Regions from separate parts of the Mus musculus genome. Here all the other regions are linked to region 3. Evidence: chromatin contacts called from public ChIA-PET and promoter capture Hi-C data. All regions are on one chromosome and are shown on one strand. Each heading gives the region's core, a stretch centred on a gene start, on an enhancer-like site or on the middle of the called end of the contact. The rest is flanking DNA. Distances are from core to core; before and after follow the strand shown. Region 1 holds the start of Baz2b (bromodomain adjacent to zinc finger domain, 2B). Region 2 overlaps Baz2b (bromodomain adjacent to zinc finger domain, 2B). Region 3 holds the start of Ly75 (lymphocyte antigen 75).

Region 1 (3,038 bases), core at 179-2,678, 260 kb before region 3:
AAAAATAAAGTGCACAACTTATCACTAGCCTCTAAGTTACACGATTCCGAAAAACGAGAAAATTTTGAGGAAAACAAAAAACCACTTTGGGGAAATTTTCTTGATAAAAGTTTACATGACGTCACATGGCCCCCTGAACCGTTCCTAACTTTGAGCCTTATCCAGGCACACTTTTTTTCATTTCTATGGCTCCTTTCCCTTCCTTAAAAATTAAAAGAGACAGACAGACTTGGGAATAAAAATTGCCCAAGATGGCGAAACGCTTGTTGTTTAGAGGGCAGGGGGAAAAATGGAGGATATTGTAATATACACAAAGGGATAAATTTCAACAACTCGGCCACGGACTGCAGCTGCTTCTCGCTTCACAAGGAAACAACACACAAAAGATAAACACGGAGGAGAGGGGAAGAGGAGCCAGCCCCCACCCCGCGGGGCCGGCTCCGAGTCCCGGCACACTTCCTAGCCTTTCCCGATCCCAATTCTGGGGTTCGCGGAACTACTTTAGGGGAGGGGAGCGGGGCGTCGCGGGGGAGGGAGGACGCGGAGCCCGAGGACCCGGAGCCCAGCCCGCCAGGCCGCCGCGGCCCCAGGACGCCCGGAGCCCTCCCGGAGCCGAGCCGCCCGGTACCCGCCGCCCGGGGCCGCGGCCCCACCCCCACCCGGCTCCGGAGCCCCAGCGGCCTGGCGCGGTTCGGCGGGAGCGAGGCTGCGGGCCCCGGGCGGAGGCGGGGGCGGCCAGGGCCCGGCGCCTCGGGAGCTGCCCCGCGGGGCGCCGCAGCGGGCCGGGCTGGAGGACGCCGCGAGGCCGGCGGCGAGGGCGGCGGGCACAATGGAGGGACGAGGCCCGCCCGGCCGCTCGCTCGCCCGCCCGCCCGCGCCCGCACTCCCAGCAAAGTTTCCGTTCCGCGGAGCCCGCACCCCCCACACACACACCCCGCCCGGTACCAGGGCCCCGCGCCCCGCGCCCTCCGCCCGGGACTCTAGTCGGGACCCCAGAGCCACCGCTGCGTCGCAGCCGCACAACAAAGAGCCACACCGGGCGGCGCGGGTAAACAGCGGCGGGCGCCTCGGGAGGGCTCCAGCCCGCAGCCGCCGCTCTCCGCCCGGAACCCACCTCGCCCGCACCCCCGCACCCCGGCTCTCAAACTCACCTTCACTTTCGAACTGAGTTGCGGGGGAAGGGATTTTCGCCCTTCCCGGGTGCGGGTTAAGCTTTTCGGAATCCCCACCGCCTCCTTATTTCTCTTCTAATTCCTGCCAGAAAGTCTAGGGAGTTGGAGTGGAGGTGAGATCCGTGATCGCGAAAGCCCTGGCTCCCTCCGTCCCCGTCTTCCGCCGCTCGCTCTCTGATTAGTTCCTATCCAGCAGCAGATTGAAGCAGGAGATGATTCTTCTCAAGGTTTGTTCAGCAGCTTCACTTCTAGGCGAAGGCTTCATGAACCAAGTGACGTCAACCAACAAGGCTTCTCTCTCTCTCCTCTCTCTAACAATGAAAGTTGCTGTTAACAAGGGAAAAAAGAGCGAGAGAATTGTTTATACCATTTCAGTTCCAATAATAAATGACCTATCAGCTCTAAAAGGAGCCAAGGGAGGGGGCTGCTTCTTCATTCCAAGAATACTGTATCTTTGAGTTTGCACCGCTCCTCGTCCCAAGAAAAAGTTAAGAAACTTACATGTTTTGTTTTGCTTTTCGGGGGGCGGGGAGGGGGGGACAGAACTGAATACTTAATTTAAAAAAAAAAAAACTTAAACGGACTGTTAGGGAACACAGATAAGCCATCTCCACCAACTTTTATGTTTGTAAACTAGGAATTGTGTTGGAGTCTACACGCTAAATTAATATGCCAAGAATTTGTGCATGCTAGGGCTTTAAAAAGCAGGGCGCAAGGCGATCTCAAGGTAAACTACTAATGCTTTTCCATGGACGAATTTAAATGCTTGTGATGTTCATGGTGTGAATCAATAATATTCAAATGAATAAACACTAAGTTCTTTTACAGTTATTTGTATAATCTGTAAGCCGTAATCTCATTTTTTTTTCTAGTTTCGGTTAAGAAAAAAAAAAAAGCTAGTTAAACTGTAAGAACTAAACACTTTAAAAGACTAATAGCCCATTACCAACTAAACGTGCTGTGCTCCATCAGAGCCCCAGAATGTCAGCTGGCTGTCTCAATTTTTAACCTTCCACTCCCCAATTCCCTTCAACCAATCAAGTTAAACTAAAGGCAAAGAACACCCCGTTCCCTCCAACAGTGTACCCGCAGTCTCCTAAAAACGAGTTAAAAAAAAAAAAAAAACCCCTTAACCTAGGTACACGTTATTACCCACGAAGACAAAAAGGTCATTTAAAATATATATATATTAAGGTGTTTATTAAGAACACAATAAACTCTTGAAGTTTGTGTAATTACAAATTAGATAATTTAGTTTTCAGAATGAAGACCAAGTAAAAATGTAGTTCTCAGAGAATGATTTGCCCATGTATTATTTTATGCGTGCATATGTGGCTAGATGTATCCTAAAAGATGCTATTGTTTTATGTTTCCTCCTCAGCCACTGGCTGTGATTTTAATTGTGCTGGAGGATCTTCATTAGTATTAACACATGGGGAGATTTCACAAAGCTGCTTCATTAGGAAGGAAAAAAAAGCTGGCAGACTAGGTCTTTTTGCATGCTCTGAGAATGTCAGCCTTACCTCGGTCATTTGTAACATAATAAGTGCAAGTACAATGATTGCGAGGCAGGAGCGTGGGGGAAGGGCGGCGATGCTGCTGTCTAATAGGGGCATCTGAAAAGACGGCTGCTCATTACATAGTAATGTATGCTAAAAATTAGTGAAGATGATGTCTCGGGAGACTGATGCTAAATAAATTAATGTGCTGATATGTTTTTAATTATTATTTTTGTAGTAGTTTATTTCAATCTTAGGATTCACATTGAGCAGCAGAGCTGTGCGAGCACTTATTGATTTTTTTTCCCTGCCACATTCCCGGAATACAGATTTTAATCATTTCACTACACCACACTCAGTAATTTCA
Region 2 (2,746 bases), core at 163-2,662, 360 kb before region 3:
CCAGAACAAATTAAAAATGGCATAGGTAAGAAACACAAACACATATGCGTACACATGGAACTTGTGTGTGCGCGCTCACACATACAGAGAGAGAGAGAGAGAGAGACTCAGTGAATTATTCAATAGTATTAAGAAACTTGAAGAGACATCAGTAAAAAATGAGAATACACATTTATCAGCAAAGACTTGAGGGCATATGGGTGAATAGCAGGTTCCAACTTTCTCAGTAATCGTCTTGGATGGAGAGGTTGGAGGACACAGAGCTGATATCTTAAGGTATAGACAGAATGGCTGCAGAATTTACATTTTTCGCTAAACACATAAACCTGATGATACAAGAACCCGAGAAAACTTGAGGCTGAATAAATTCATAGAAAAGCTGAACTCTAGACAGAAATAAGGAATTTTCAATGAAATGTACACCTTTCATCAAATGGATTCAAGCTTCACCATTCAGGAAAAGCTACTACTTTGGGGAGAGAACCAGAAAAATAATCTGTTTTGTTTTGTTTTGCTTTTTCCTAGACAGTAAGGTAAGAGCTTCAATTAAACTACTGGTTTTTCCTTGTTTTGCTTTTTAGGGCAGAGTATGATTCTTAACTTTTCCCGAAGTTTCATAAATACTAGGGATTAATATGGAGCAAAAACCCTTTTTCTTAGTTCTTTTTGTGAATATTACACATTTACTTATTGCTAAGCTCCATAGCTGAAAAGAGTGAATCAAAACAGATAAAACTTTAAAATGAGACCTGTAAGGTAGTCAAATCTCTCCCTTGTCACACTTTCTAGTTTAAGCCTTAGGGTAAGCAGACTATTTCGCAGGAAAGTTTATACCACAGTAGTCGAAAAATAGCGGCAGAATCCGTTCACACACTAAAGTTTACTAATGTGGATGCGTCTGATCTAAGCACAACCAAACCTTACCAAAATGAATCAAATTCTCTCCATCTACTGCAGCCATCTGGTGCTGTCAGTATCACGTCACTCTCTCCAGTTTTGTTCTTGCCTGACTGGTCATCTCACACCCCTCTTCTCCTCATCTTTGGTACAGACTCGTTGTGATGGTACAACCTTACTCCTCCCCATAGTCACGAAAGAACCACAAGCTTCTTGGGCTGGGGCTCTTGTGATTTTCCTTTCCACACTGCAGGGCACTGAGCCCAGGGCCAAGTGCACGCTGAACTCACTAAGTTATGCCCTCAGCTTCTCAAAACTGCGTATTCTCCAAGCAGACTACGACCACAGCTGGAGTCACCTACCAGCTCATTCACTCCATTCCCAAAACCTTACCTTAAGCCCTATTGCATTGGCCTGTGTTCCCTCCCCTGCCTTACACCCACACGTCAGATTCTTCACTGTCCCTCAAAACTCAGCGTTTATCTGACTACCCAAGAGGAAGGTCTCTGTGCCCACATCCTCGGTACAGTGACAACAGAAAACAGGAAGAAGTCAGTTCCCCAACCGTCACTGCACTGGGCATGTTTTATCTGACTACAATCATGAACTTGGATAAATATGTCTAACAATCTGGACCCTTATATGAGTAGAGCTGGGTTTGTAATGCTATAGAACATCCTGACTAAACCTAACTCAGGGAGTCAAGGGTTTATTTTGCCTTACAAATCTAGATCACAGTCTATCATTGAGGGGAGTCAGAACAGGAACTCAAGGCAGGAACTGAAGCAGAGGCCTTGGAGGACTGCTTTCTTCTAGCATTCACCCCCTGAACTGCTCAGCCTGCTTCTTAGACCACACAAGACCACCTGACCAGGGGTAGCACAGCCCCAAGTGGAATGGGTCCACACACATCAACCATTAATCAAATAAAACAAAACAAAAAACAAAGGGGCAGAACTCGCACAATCTTACCCACAAGGCACTCTAGTAGGCGCATTTTCTCAACTGAAGGCCAATCTATCGGAGGCAACTGTCCTCCAACTGAGGCTCCCTCCTTGCAGATGTCTCTAGTTTATGTCAAGGTGACACAAAAAGTAGCCAGTACATGTCTTATATTCTTGGGAACATCTTAGGTGTGTGTACTCTTATTTATGCATCTTAAACTAATATTGTACTTGAGTAGAAAAGAGGAAGTGAGCTATTTTCTGTTTCTTGACTACAAGCACACTGCTTCAAGCTCCTCCCCCTAGGTTCCCCACACACCATGGATCCTTCTCCTTTCTCTCTCTTCTTCTAAGATTTATGTATTGTATTTATATGAGTACACTGTAGCTGTTTTCAGACACACCAGAAGAGGGCATCAGATCCCATTACAGATGATTGGGGGCCACCATGTGGTTGCTGGGAATTGAACTCAGGACCTCTGGAAGAGCAGTCTGTGCTCTTAACTGCTGAGCCATTTCTCCAGCCCCTCTTTTCTCTCTTAAGTGACTCTAGTCAAGGTAATTTATTATAGCAAAAAAAAAAAAGTAGCCAAGATCTACTGTAACATCTGCTGCTGCTGTTATTATTAAGATGTAAAATCCTGACAGGGGAATTGGTATTCTCTCAAGTCTATGCTAGAATGGCCACACGTTGTACAAGGAAAATGAGTAAATAAAAGTAACTATAGCATTTTTAATAACACCACACCAACACTTTCAGTTCAAACTCACAAAACAAACTTTTATTTTTATAACTACAGTCCTTATTTTTAATTTGCCAAAAATCTCAGTTCAGACACACACACACACACACACACACACACACACACACACACACAGTTCTTGATACTTTTTAGAAGTCAATC
Region 3 (3,082 bases), core at 131-2,630:
ATTTTCCCAATCAAGGTTCCTCTACCAGATGACAGTAGCTTGTGTCAGGTTGATGACAAACAAACAAACAAACAAACAAAAAACCAACAGGGACATTTGGATATTAAGGGAATCTTAAAATTTGTGAAGGAAGCAAAACAGGACTCCCAGATGTAGGTAGAAACCAAGAGAGAAGTGATTGGAAGTTAGCATGCTCTCTGCTGTAAACTGCTGCAGGTAGAGTTTTCTCCTCGGATTATGCAACAGACAGAATTGAGCTCTCATATCACTAAAAGATTCTACTATATTACTTCCTTTGGTTGTTCCAGTGCAGAAGGTCAAAGGACCATTGAGAAGAGTCGGTCAAGACAGGACTCATTAAAGGGTAGGTTGATGACACCTAGTCTTGCAGAGCACTCTTTCCATAACTCTGGACACCATCTACATCAGAAAGTAAGTAAGCGTAGCTCCAAAGAAAGCCAGAGGCACACTCAGAACTTCCTAAAACACATCTTGACCACCTTTTCCTTCTTCACACCGGTGAGATAGCAGAAGTAGCTGGTGAATGTTTGCAGCCTATAGGCTGCCATTTATATAGTCCAGTTAAATAAAAAGGTCCTTGGCACACCTTTCGTTGAAGCAAAAAGAGAAAGTAAAAGCAAAACTCTAACTGCTAAGTGGGATGGTGCTGCTGGCACTACGTGAGCTTTACAGAAGGCATCCTTTCCCCACTGACAGGAAGTGACCTGCACTTCTGTTAGGGGCCAGCTGAGTTGGGGAGCATTTGGAAATAATAACCAGATTAGATGAGCCTCTGCTCATGGGGACTGGGAAGGGCATCCTAATACTCCTTCCTGGCTGACTTCTGGGGACAATGGTTGAACCTGATTTCCTTTTCCTTGCGTTAAGTGGGCACAGTAAAGTCGTGATGGCTGGGAGTCCTTGTGGTGTTGGGTGAAGGCTCATCATTGTCCCGGAGGTTCCAAGACGACCAAGGGGCGACAGGGATGTAAAAGGAGGTGGTGAACCTCAGGAAAGCATGATTTCAGGGGACAGTGGAGGACCAAGGGGCAGAAAAGTCTCTGGGAAAGAGCTGTGGGCCTCTTCTAGGCAGAGGGTCCCTCCGCACCACATGGCCTTGCCCGCTGCTCTCCTAGGCCAGACCTCCCTACTTGTCTGCTCCAGAGACACAGAGAGCAAAGCGATCGCGACCCGACCCGAAGGAGGCAAATGCTCAGAGCAGCAGCGTCGAGGTCGCCCGGTTACCTGAGCTCTCAGAAGGCTCCACAAGCCCGAAGGACCGCAGCAACAGCAGGAGTAGCCCCGCCGCCAGGCCCGGGGTCACCCGGCCCGTCCGCATCTCCAGTCCCAAGCCTCTCCTGCCCGCACCGGCTTCAGCGGTGAGCCCCGCCGGCCTCACCACGCCTCTGGGGCAACCTCTGAGGCGCGCAGACCCCGCCTCCGCCGCGCTCGGCCAATCAGAGCTCCGCTTTGGGTCCCGGGCCCAGCGGAGGCTTTGCAGGAGTCCCCACCCACCCAAGGCAGACCTCTGCGAAGGCTCGGGACCTCCAGAAGGCGGGAGGAGTGCACAGGACAACCACAGGGTTTGGGAGTCCACTCCCCATCTTCTTAAGCAAATTTGGGGAAGTGCGGCTCTGTCAGTGTAGCATTTGTCCTTCCTTGTAGAGAGACAAGGCGGTGAGCTAGGGCTTCGGACCTTGGCTGGTTGGAAATGTGCACACAACCACGTGGGGTCACTATGGACCGCGGGGTGGGGGGGTGGGGGTGGGGAGTGCACACTTGGATATGCGGTGACCTCAGTTGTGCTTAACAACATCATAGTCATTTTGGAAGTATGAGTAAAGGTGGAGTAAAGGAACGTTGGGGGGTTGACCTGAAATTGTCAACCCATATTAAACGTGACAGTTATTCCAGCAATTGTACTACTTTTAAGGAGATTTAACTATTGGACCTTTGCAGAGTTCTTTTTTTCCCCCCATTAATAATCTAGTAGTAACAATCTATTTGAAATGTGGAAGTCTGCACCCAGAATCTGAAATTCAAGCCCATTTATTCTGTCCCTTGGACAACGCTACCACAAATAGGACAAGTTCCAAACTAACTAACTTGCCTAGAAGTGAAAATTTTTTGAAATATTTATTGAGTATAGGGTACTTGAGATAGCTCTCATCCCTGTTCCTCAAAGGTGGCTATTATCCTCAGGATTTGTCTAGGTCTACTTTCCAAGTTCCAACTGCCCAGGTGGTTCTAAACTCATCCTGGTACCATACTTCTCCTCCCATGCTTTGGCCTTTGTGTTTAGTGGCTACACAGAGCACTTAGCATAGTAAAGAGGCACGCCTCGATTGCCTTCTGGCCTTATGGAAGAGTTGAAGCCTACACAATAACTTGGGCAAAGTGCACAGGAGGATCAGACAGAGCATCCAGAAAGGTAACTGCTCAACCGGAACTGGAGAGATGGCCGGGGTTTGGGGATGGGGGAGTAAAACAGAGGCAAAGAATGCAAAGTGAGCTTGGAGATCCAGTGTGACTGATAGTAGGAGAGAGAGAGAGAGAGAGAGAGAGAGAGAGAGAGAGAGAGAGAGAGAGAGAGGGATGGAGGGACAGAGGGAGAGAGAGAGAGAGAGAGAGAGAGAGAGAGAGAGAGAGAGAGAGAGAAGGGAGGGGGAGGAAGCAGTTTCGCGACCTTAAGATCCAGACAGTAGAAAGCATTAGCCCAGCACCTGCCGTTTCTGCAGCTGCAAGCCCTTGCTTTGGAGCCCACCTGACTTGAAGCTCCTTGAAGATGGTGGCTGTCTTTACAAAGATACTTTTTAACTTTAGGGGAGGGGTTTGAGGCTTTCAGGAGAGTTTCAAAGAAGACAATGACCCCCAAAGAAAGCTCCATCTAAGATAAAGCAAGTCCCTCTGCCCTGTGACCCTTGCTCTTTTAACACCAGTACCACCTTTCTCCTATTTTCATCAGCCTGACTGAACTGGTCTTGTCTGGTCCAGTCTCTCCCAAACTCACATTCAAAGCACTGCTTGAAGCAAAGGAGAAGCCAGCCTTTTCCAACTGAGTGTAACTGGGCTTATCAACCAT

What was found. ChIA-PET counts read pairs in DNA pulled down with a chosen protein or histone mark. Capture Hi-C pulls out chosen DNA fragments and counts their contacts.
Region 1: a promoter capture Hi-C map of liver shows a contact between it and region 3. The contact joins the promoter of Baz2b here to the promoter of Ly75 in region 3. A contact is called at or near these places in 1 of 484 Hi-C or Micro-C datasets (embryonic stem cells), 3 of 115 datasets of contacts at active chromatin or transcription factors (effector CD8 T cells, memory CD8 T cells and neural tube) and 2 of 9 other capture datasets (adipose tissue and liver).
Region 2: a contact with region 3 is called in an RNA polymerase II ChIA-PET map of memory CD8 T cells, with 55 read pairs. The contact joins the enhancer-like site here to the promoter of Ly75 in region 3. A contact is called at or near these places in 1 of 39 promoter capture datasets (liver), 3 of 115 datasets of contacts at active chromatin or transcription factors (effector CD8 T cells, embryonic stem cells and memory CD8 T cells) and 2 of 9 other capture datasets (macrophages and pancreatic islet).

The regions. Positions count from the first base shown.
Region 1 is chr2:60,124,312-60,127,349 of GRCm38.p6, forward strand. Baz2b (bromodomain adjacent to zinc finger domain, 2B) reads right to left here and starts at 1,429. Exons shown (of 36, transcript NM_001001182.3): 1 at 1,152-1,429.
Region 2 is chr2:60,017,924-60,020,669 of GRCm38.p6, forward strand. All of the region lies in intron 2 of Baz2b (bromodomain adjacent to zinc finger domain, 2B), which reads right to left. Among named protein-coding and RNA genes, the nearest start is that of Gm13572, 18 kb to the right of the region's middle. Within about 2 kb of position 1,413, at least 140 of the 459 cell types and tissues checked have an H3K27ac peak or open chromatin away from gene starts, as enhancers often do. A contact at or near this core is called in effector CD8 T cells, macrophages and memory CD8 T cells, where this site is marked.
Region 3 is chr2:60,381,893-60,384,974 of GRCm38.p6, forward strand. Ly75 (lymphocyte antigen 75) reads right to left here and starts at 1,381. Exons shown (of 35, transcript NM_013825.4): 1 at 1,246-1,381. The coding sequence starts at 1,339.